Linked DNA regions of Hordeum vulgare: region 2 is linked to region 1. A link is a contact called in public Hi-C data. All regions are on one chromosome and are shown on one strand. The core of a region is the stretch at or near the end of the contact, and the rest is flanking DNA. Distances in the headings are between cores, read along the strand shown. Region 1 has its middle 11 kb from the start of LOC123411502. Region 2 has its middle 69 kb from the start of LOC123411511.

The links. A called contact is a pair of places that touch in the nucleus more often than the background predicts.
Region 2: a Hi-C map of leaf shows a contact between it and region 1, with 6 times the contacts expected there. The contact joins two enhancer-like sites. A contact is called at or near these places in 3 of 6 Hi-C or Micro-C datasets (leaf and seedling).

The regions. Positions count from the first base shown.
Region 1 is chr1H:376,318,661-376,323,567 of MorexV3_pseudomolecules_assembly, forward strand. No RefSeq gene overlaps it. Among protein-coding and RNA genes, the nearest start is that of LOC123411502, 11 kb to the right of the region's middle. Within about 2 kb of position 3,086, at least 3 of the 3 cell types and tissues checked have open chromatin away from gene starts, as enhancers often do. A contact at or near this core is called in leaf and seedling, where this site is marked.
Region 2 is chr1H:376,554,095-376,559,847 of MorexV3_pseudomolecules_assembly, forward strand. No RefSeq gene overlaps it. Among protein-coding and RNA genes, the nearest start is that of LOC123411511, 69 kb to the right of the region's middle. Within about 2 kb of position 1,742, at least 3 of the 3 cell types and tissues checked have open chromatin away from gene starts, as enhancers often do. A contact at or near this core is called in leaf and seedling, where this site is marked.

The sequences.
Region 1 (4,907 bases), core at 1,836-4,335:
CTACTCCACACCATATTTTCAGCCTTACACTTTTTTCTTCGTTGCACTTTCCGCCTTCAGATCTCACTTTGCAAACAATCTTGAAGGGATTGACAACCCCTTTTAAGCGTTGGGTGCAAGCTCTTTTGTGTTTGCGCAGGTACTCTGGACTTGACGAGATTCTCCTACTGGATTGATACCTTGGTTCCCAAACTGAGGGAAATACTTACTGCTCCTGTGTTGCATCACCCTTTCCTCTTCAAGGGAAAAACCAACGCAAGCTCAAGAGACGACAGAAGGATCTCTGGCACCACTGTCGGGGAAGGACCTTTGTTGACGTAGCAGCCCTTCCCTCCACCCAATTTCCTTTTTGATTTTTTGTTGAGACCATGAATTTATAGGAAGAACTCATTGTGAATCTCCCCTTCGATCACGGTGCCACGCCGGATGTTTCCTATTTGGCGCTTAAGCGCCCGTTTGCGAATGGGCACGTGAAGGCGCGTCTAGTTGGGCTCGGCCCATCTTGCCTTTTTTTTGTGGAACCAAAAACTTCAACGCGTCTCATGGTATCCGAACCAAGGACCTACTTGTCGTTCGCACAACGCGCTAGCCACACGACCTACATCACCTCATGTTTCTTTGAACACTCTTTTCTTCTTATGACTTTTTTTACCTTTTCATTTTTATTTAGAATGGGTTTTCATTTCTTTTATCCCTTTTCATCATTTGAACAAATTTTGGTTCAATTTTGATGAACTTTTTTTGGATTCATTGATCTTTTTTCCAACATTGATGAACTTTATCCGATGATCCTTTTTTCAAAATTGATGAACCTTTTTTAAAATCGATGAAGTTTTTTCAAATTCGATGATTTTTTCATTGAAAATCGGTGAACTCTTTCCAAATTTTATGAAATTTTTTGTAAATTGGATGAACTTTTTTCAAACTCGATGAACTTTTTCTAAAATCCGTGGATTTTTTTTGAATTCAATGAATTTTTTTTGAACTCGATGTATTTTTTAAAAATTGATGAACTTCTTTTGATAATCGATGATTTTTTTACAAACTTGATGTTATTTTAAAAGTCCAATGAACTTTTTCAAAATGGATAAACTCTTTTTAAATTTGATGATTTTTTTAAAAAAATTGATGATTTCTTTTAACTTTTGAACTATTTTTCCAATCAATGAACTTTTTTAGATCAGTTTTTGAGAAGTCAATGGTCAAACGGTTTGATCGATCAATAGTACTCCTCTGTCCCAAAATAACTGTCTCAACTTTGTACTAGCTCTAGTACAAAATTGTACTAAGCTTAAGACACTTATTTTGGGACAGAGAGAGTATTATTTTATGAGAACTTAACCGATCAACAGTAGGTTGCGATCGAGCGAATGGAAGCCAACAAGCGAAGTTGATTGTTGGACCGACCCACAAGCTCGAGGATGTGAGCGCCAGCTTACCGAATTGGAGCGAGCAGCGCCAATTAGGGGAAGTCCTATCTGTCGCTCTCTGCGGCAAATTACGGCCCGCACACATAGGAGGACATCCTAATAGGTCGGCCCAAGTTAGCGACCAACAACGAATCTGGAGACCACAAAAAAAGTGGAGTTATGTAGGGATAGAATGCTCCTAGGCCGGCCCAGCTTATTTTATTGTTTGAAAATAATAATAATCGGTTTTCTATTTTTTTCAAATTCCATAACATTTTTATAAATTTTGGAACATTATTTCAAATTCCGGTTTTTTATTCAAATTTTGGAACATTTTTTTGAAAAAACCTAAACATATTAGTAAAAATATCTGAACATTTTTTAAACTGCTAGAACATTTTTTAAATTTCGGAACATTGTTTAAAAGTCCGTAACATATTTTCATATCCGGAACATTTTTCCGAATTCCTTAACATTTGTTGGAAATTCCTGAACATTTTTTTAAATTCTGGAACATTTTTAAAAATTCAAAACATTTTCTCAAATTCCGGAACATATTTTCAAATTTCGGATTATTTTTAAAGTTTTGGAACATTTTTTCGAAAAATGCGAAACATTTTAGTAAAAATACAAGAACATTTTTTTAAATTCCAAAACATTTTTTCGAATTTCTGAATATTTCTTAAAATTCTGAAATATTTTTTCAAATTTCAGAAAAAAATTCAAATCCGAAACATTTTTTCAAATTCTGAAACATTTTTTGAAAATCCAAAACATTTTTAAAACAGAAACAAAAAAGTAAAATAAAGAAACAAGAAAACAAAAAAACCGGATCAGGAAATATTTTAGTAAGTTCCCAAAACCAAAAAAAATTGGCTGAAAATATTTAAATTTTCTCAAAACCGAAGGTGTTTGCATATAAATGGACCGACCCATTCCCAAACGTTAGCTGGGTGCATCTGTGCCAAGCCTTGACAGGACCATGCAGAGAGCGTCAAATAGGGATTTTGCCAATGCGAGCTCCTACCTGCCGCTCGATGCGGCAGGCAAGGGCTGCAACGCACAGGGACTAGCCCGAGTTGCGCCGACCCAGTTATTTTTTGGTTTCAAAAAAATTTAGTAATATTTTTCTGTTTCTTTTTTCCTTTTCTGCGTATTTTTTTTTCTTTTTGGTTCGGTTTTCTTTCCTTTTTTCCTTTTCTTTCCGTATTTGAAGCAAAAAAAAATTTAATTTGAAGAATGTTTTTTGAAAACCAGTCCATTTTTCGATTTACCTACGAAGTTAGGAAAATTATATATTTTTAAAATTTGGAACTTTTTTAAAATAAAATATATTCAAGATTTTAGAAAACTTTTAAATCAGAGAAAAAATAGTTTATGAAATTTCCAAAAATATTTTGTAAAACTTTTGTAAACTATAAACATTTTATTGAATTCGTGGACAAATTTAGAAAAAAAATAATATTTTTTGAAATGTTGAACAATATTTCAAAACATGAAAAACCGAAGGTGTTGGCTTAGGCCTTCTAGAGGTCTCAATTTTTCAAAAATCGGGTGAAAAATTCTAGAAGGTTCCCAAAACCGAAGGTGTAGCATATAAATGGATCGGCCCATTCCCAAACGTTAGTTAGGTGCGTCTATGCGAAACCCCGACAGGACAACGCGGTGAGCGTCAAATAGGGATTTCGCCAATTAAGAGCTCCCGCCACACCGTACGCTCTGCATGGTGAAGGTGCGCTCCTTCATTAGCACTCAGAACCACATCGATAATCTCTTATATGGGCCGGCCAATTGAGGCCTTTATTAATTTCGGGAATATATTTTGAAAACACAGGTTTGCTGGTTGTTGTTTTGTTTTTGCTCCAATTTTTACTCCTTTTATGTGGTTAATTAGTTTTTCGAATATATTGTTTTTCAAAATTTGTTTCTTACCTGTTTTCCAAGTTTTCTGATTTTTTAGCTCATGGGTGTTTTACCAACAATTGTATCTTTTAATTTGAGAACATTTCTTATCACAAACCTTTTTTGAACCATACAACATTTTTTTTGTCACCAACATTTTATGAATTTATGAACTTATTTAAAAATTATGAATATTTTGGAAATCTTGAATATTTAGCGAAATTTATAAAGATATTTCTAATTCATGAAACCTTTTTTGGATTCCTGAACATTTTTAAAATTCACATTTTTTTTTCAAATTTGCAAACATGTTGCTAAATTCACAATTTTTTTAGACCTGTTAACATATTTTTATTTCATCGATATTTTGTCAAAATTAGCAGAAAACGTTTTTTTCTTCCTAAACTACACATTAGTAGCATAGTAGTAAAATGAGCGTGAAAACATCCTACACCGAATACGCGAGTAGCAAGCGCACCCTATACGCCATACCGAAGTCTATTTCTCTATTTTCCTGGTTATATTCCTAGGGATGAGTGTATGCGCGTGTATATAAACGCTTGCGTCTATACTGTACTAAAAACGTATGTTCTGTTTTGTTTTCATTGTTTTTCCTTGGTTTTCGCGAGTTTTTCCTTCACTTTTTTCTTTTTTTATTGTTTTTTATTTTCATTGTTTCTCTTTCCTTTCCACAATTTTTATAATGTTTCTTTGTGTTTTTTCTTCCATTTTTGTATGTTTATTTGTTTACGGTTCTTGTTAGTTTTTAGAACGTTTATTGGTTGTTTCTAGTTCATCAATTTTTTTTTGTTTCTTTGTTGGTTTTCATCTTTTTGTTCTTTTTCGTATAGATGATGATTTTCTTTTCATATACATATAACATATATTTCTAAATACATATTTTTGATTTGTACATTTCATATACATTGTATATTTTTTGTACATATCGAAATAAAAAACATTATGTCTAATTTTTTTATTTTACAAATCTGCTTGGGGGAAGAAAAGAACGTGATTCCGCAAGAAATACATATTTGCATTTCATGTAAGCATAAAATTGCATAAGTGAGAGGTATAACTGTGCTTTTCGGGAAACCAAATGAGATCAATGGGAACAACTAGTTAGCGAGCGCTCATTCGCGAGCCTCCCAACAATCATTCCCACTCGTCGCCAATTGATGCATTCTCAGCCACCGTCATGTGTCGCGCTGTGAGCGTTTTTTCCGAATTTCTTTCTTTATTTATTTTGCATGCGTTTTTGTTTTTTAGATTTTTTCCCTGTTTTTTGGTGTTTCGATTTTCGCCGGTCTTTCTTATTTTTTTGACGAAATTTATTCTTAAAAAAAATTGCGAGAAAAAATGTGTTCTTTGTTTTTTTTTTGTTTGTGAGACACGGTTTTGCCTTCGCGAGAGGCATGACGTGCCTCTCGGAAACAAAAAAAAATGTGTTTCTTTTTGCAAGAGGCACGGTTTTGCCTTCACGAGAGGCACGACCGTGCCTCTCAAAAACGAAAACAAATGTTTTTTTTTCTTGCGAGAGACACTGTTTTGTTTCCGTGAGATGCACGGTTTTGCCTTGCGAAAAGAAAAAAACGT
Region 2 (5,753 bases), core at 492-2,991, 230 kb after region 1:
CGACGGATCTCGGCGGCATGGAGCAGCGGTGTCTCGACGGTGGGCGTGTGATGATAGACGAGCGCAGGATGGTGGTGTTGTCTGGCGTCGTGGTGGCGTTGATGGCAGATAGGCCTCGCAAGGTCGATGTGTCGGTACAACTCTGAAGATGGATTGATGGAGACGGTTGCGACGGCTTCTGAGAGTGTGTCGGACCGTTGTGCGCCCGAGACCCGACACTGTGGCTCGGTTGGGGTCTTTGGTTTTAGATGTTAGGCTATGATGCGAAGTTTGTTTGGTATTCGGTTCGGACTATCGACATCCCTTCATCAAGGATACGAGTAGTTACATATGTTGTCGAGATGGTGGCTTTAGATGTACTGATGTATTATTTTATAAGATCTTTGTGAATAATTAATAAAGTGGCTGCATGTATCGTCCAGATGCAGACACGGGGTCTTCCTTCTTTTCTAAAAAAATATAGACCAATTGTGTTTATCTGCAACCAAGGAAGGAAAATATCAGCTGAGCAACCAGCATTATCCATCAAGCCATGCAATCATGCACACACGGCACTGCGCCTGCTTATGTGCCGTTCTGTTCCGGGGCATGAGGTTACGCCACTTGCATATGAAGTCGATCTGCCAAAAGATTCAACAAAAGTTTGTGACAACGACTTGCGGTAAAGTGGTACCACAGCTACCACTGCTGAATATTCCGACTAGCTACGTAGCAGCTAGATGAGTTTCATCTTCCATGACCCGCACGAAACCGATTTTAAAAAGGCTGGAACTGGAGAAAAGTTAACGTGCAATTGGGCCAATAATTGTGCTAGAAAATTCGGTGAAAGCCTCTCCTGGTCCTCGCATTTAGCCAGATAGTCTTCATGTTAATAGTCTCAACAACTGCTTGGTTAGGTTCACGCCAAGGCCGAAACGGTGACATATTCAATTAGTACGTCGACGTAAGAAAACAATCCAACCATTCATGCATCCCGCGACGAACCGGACAACACAGTGATCTTTCTCTCTTTTCTAATGGTGAAATGCTTGTTAATTTCGGAAAGGGAGGGGTTAATTAAACGTAGGAACTACGGGTTTAACATCTAGTAGTCGGACTAGTATCCCTAACGCTTCTAAATCGCTTCTTTTTCAGAGCAAACAAAGTGCTGATGGTAGCTTGGAGCACGCACGGGTCATATATGCTGGAGGGTGGCACTTCGTTATCAGCAATCAGGAAAGAAATCAAGCTAAACCGACCGGTACTGCGATCCGGCTGGGTTCATCTCAAGTTCTCAACACGATATGTGGATTTCCAACCCAACCATTTTGTCAGGGCATTAATTGGGTATGCGGCCAATGGCTTAATCATGCACGCAGAGTATTCAACTCCGCTCCAGTTGGATCAACGCCGATGAAATTACGGGAAACAGCTCGACAAAGAAATCCTCCCCAAATTGCGACAACTGGATCACCAATCATCGGCAGTACTATGCACAAGGAAAACTAGTTGTCTGCTGGTTTACAAGCACATGATCAAGATATTTTGCAGCCCATTTCCCTGCCAGTAGACCCATGCATTATGCAGTTGGATCATGCGTGACAGAATGAGATTCACATGGCGCGAGAATGTGTTGGGCGATTGAGCATGGGAGAATCTGACTCGTGAGCTGGGGAGAGCAATCATCTGTGTATCCCTAGGAGGATTAGCTCGAACCTGGGCTCCTGATTAGGGAGCAGGCTCCCGGCAAACAGATGGCTACGTGCTAGCTCAATCGCTTGCCAGTCGACCCAACTAGCAAATCAATTAATCGGCTAATCACACGAGTCTAGGTGTTGGTGTTAACTGAAACTTGCATCGGATGTGATTAGGGTTCTGCGTTCTTTCACATCTGTATGAGTTTTTTTTCTGTTGCTGCCTTTAATACTGTAATGGTTTTTACATTTTTTCAGATAGTTGAATAGAACATCTCTCTCCGTCTCTGCGTACAGGGGCCGTAGTCCAGGCGATGTGACCTTGCCGACAGGTTTCAAGTATTGTCCAGACTAAATTACAATACCACACGCTAGTTTCTACATATAGATTAAATTTCCACGGGTCTGCTCTCACGCTATTTTTGATATAGTTTCAACTATTGACCAGGTTTCAATTACTAATTTTCATGTATACAAGTCCAAGGCACTCTGCTTACTTGGTCGAGTAAACTCATGTATCGCGGCTCTTCCAAGCTCGAGATCGCAAGACTGACATTTTTAAATGCGTTTCACTACACCGACTGAATCATTCATGAACTATATAATCATATATACTCAGGTAGACAGTTAAGCGTGTGCATGCTGGCATGCTGACTGGCTATCTGAACTTATAAATTTGGCAAAGCTCAAATCGGAGGAAGGAAACTATATAATGTTTTGCTCAAGTAAACTAAAAAGAAAGACAGGTAAGTAATTCTTGGGAAGAATAATTGTAGAGGATTCAACGCATAGAGCTGGGTTGCTGCTCAAGTCCGGCACACACACACACACACACACACATAATTAAGCATAGCAGACACGTCGTGGATCGGCAGGGTCAAAGCCGCGCGCAATTATTGAGCAAAAACTAATCAGAGGTAGGCTCGCTCACGAACTCTATCCGCGGCAATATTCCTCCTCGAATCCCCTCCTCTTTTGGGTATCTCCAAGGGCCGGTTAGAACAAACCCAATCAATCCCTCCCAGAACGAGCGATCGCGCTTCAGTGATTCTCCCATCGAAACGTCGATTCCATTCCGCCATTGACGATTTCCCTGCTCGATAAAGCAACCGAGAAAACGAAAGATCGGAGAGATGGTTCGTCAAGATATTAGCGCAGCACATTGACGTATCGGTCGTTGACAGTAACCGGAGGAGGCCGAGCACAAACGCGCGTGCTGTAGGTTCGGCCGGCGCATGCATGGAAAACAGCAGTGGTCATAGCTCGGTGAGCGGAGGACAATGGACGCCGAGGCGGCGGTGAAGGAAGACGACGACCCGATGTCGCTTCTTGCTGTTTGCTTTACCGCCGATCCCGGCGTGTGTGACCCGAGACGCCGAGAGTCATCGATGATCCGCTGTGGGGTCAAACAAGTTGATGTCGATCGTGTGGCTTGCAGTGTTTGAAGCTTCGAAAACACTTGCGTCTACAAACGCGAACGCCTCACGGCCAAGTGCGTACGTTGCACGAGACGTCGCGTCCGGAACTCCGGATCGACCGGCTTTCCCCGGAAGCCAAACGCCAGATCGGGAACAAATGTTTTGTTTTATTTTAATGACGGGGGGCAGATTCCCTGCCTGAATCTTCATTTCAAAAATTGACGGAGAGGTACGATCACACAGTTTAGAGCATCTCCAACAGCCGTTCAAAAACTGCTCCGCGCGTTAAAAGATCCGTTTTTTGAGCGCCGGACTGCTCCAGCAGAAACTGCAAAACACTGCGCCCGCTAAAAACTTTTGGGCGCGCGCTCAAAAACGCTATCGCGTGCAGCACATTTGGTGCGCCGGCTTTCGCGCGCAGCAAACTCTGAGCTGCTGCAGATCGGACTGCTGGATCGGACTGGATTGGGCGTCGCACTAGCGTGCGTCTGTTGGAGATGCTCCGGTCCCCGCGCTTCAAAACTGCTACAGTGACGCGCTAAAAAATTTATTGGGCGCGGATTTTTTGCGCTACCGTTAGAGATGCTCTTAGCACGAGGAACGCAATCGAACGCAATCCCCCCTTAGGCTTTGTTCGGTTCCTTCCCAATTGAAGGGGTTTGGAGGGGATCGAGAGGGATTAAATCCCCTGCAAGTCAAATTTCATCTCAATCCCCTCCAATCCCCTCCTTGCTGAGATTAACCGAACAATCCCTTAGGCCGTGTTCGATTACTTCAGATTTGAAGGAGCTTGCAGGGGATTGGGAGGGGTTATATTCCTTACAAATTAAATTTTAACTCAATCTCATTCAATCCTCTTCAATCTCCTCGTGGAAGGGATTAATCGAACAAGCCCTTAGAAACGCAATCCCCTCTGTTATATCTGCTATGATATAGCACATTTTTTTTCTTATACCCCCTCGATCCAAACTAGTTGTCGCAGATTTGGTACAAATTTAACAAATGTCCATTTATTTTACTATCAGATTGCTTTTTTCATTTTCTGTCAAGGGCATTTTTCTAATAAACGAAACTGGTATTTTGGGACTACCCATGTTTTTCCTGAAGGCAGCCGTCCAATGTGACCGGCCCAGTTAGGATACAGGCCTCCAGTGATTTTTTATTATTCATTATTTTCACATTTTACCATTCTTTTTCGTTTTCTTTTATTTTTTCTTTTGGATTTTTTCTTCTTCATTATTTTCATCACCCTGGGTGAAGAATAGTTATCCTTCACTGCCTCTATTTTTCATCAATGTACCGTAGTTTTATGCTTTTACTTATTTCATATGTAAAAAGAGATCGTAAAAAATTATATAATCATCATAAAAATATTTTATGTCACGTCAAATTATAAACATAAAAACATAGTGTTAAATACATATGAAATGTGATTTTTTCTGGTCTTATAACCTATATTTTTAATTTTTTACATCAAATTTGACATAATGGATCAATATTAATGTAACTATCGGTATTCCAAATGTAATTTATTTACGAAACGGTCGTAAAATTATCTGGGTGAAGAATAAATTATTTTGCACCTGGATGATGAATAGACTTTCTCTCTATCTCTCTCTCTCTCTCTCTTGGGAGTACGTACTCCCGCTCTTCATGTACCACATAGATGAGTCTTTTATACCTCATTATTGTTTTTAATATAATTCATTAATAATTATTAGATACCTTAAAGTGAGTTTCATGAAAAAATTCGTGTGAGTTTACATATTTTTAAAGGTTTACGTATATACTGTTTTGTTTACACGTGAAAAAGTATATTATAAAGAGTACATCGCAACTGATATTTTTTTCTCAACAAAACTCATATTGAGGTCTCTCAGAATATTTAATAAAGTATATTAAAAATGATAAAGAGGTATAACCAATGCGTATATAAAGTATATTAAGAATGGGAGTAAATTTATCCAGGAGTACAGAAAGTTAGTCCTATATATATATATATATATATATATATATATATATATATATATATATATATATATATATATATATATATATATATATATATATATATATATGAAAATCACTTTTTATACAAAAGCGTAGAAATGTTAAATGTGTATAGAAAAAATGTTTTTGATGTGTAAACAAAAGTATAGAATATTTTTTCAAACCATATGAAAAAGGTATAAATCAATAATATAATTTCTATATTTTATGTTGAATTTTCTAATCAGGAATATAAAATATGTCATGTTTATATAATTGTTTTCGTGATGTATACAAAAAATGTCCAATGTATATCGAAACAAATAGACATAAAATAATTGATCACGTATTTGGCTAATTGTAAATGTGTATACAAAAAATGTTCTTGGCGTATACAAAAAATAGAGTATGTCTATGAGAATATAAACATGATAAATATATGTTTTATCAAATGGTAATCATGTTTACGAAAATTATTAAACGTGTGTATAAAAATGTTCATGGTATATACAGAAAATATTTAGTGTGTACAGAAAGTGTACATATCAAAAAATATCAAAATATAAGTTGTCAAAAAAATAAATCACATATTTTGAAAATGATATAACGTGTATACAGAAAATATTCCTGTTGTATACAATTTTTTTATAAATGTGTATGAAAAGAGTAGACA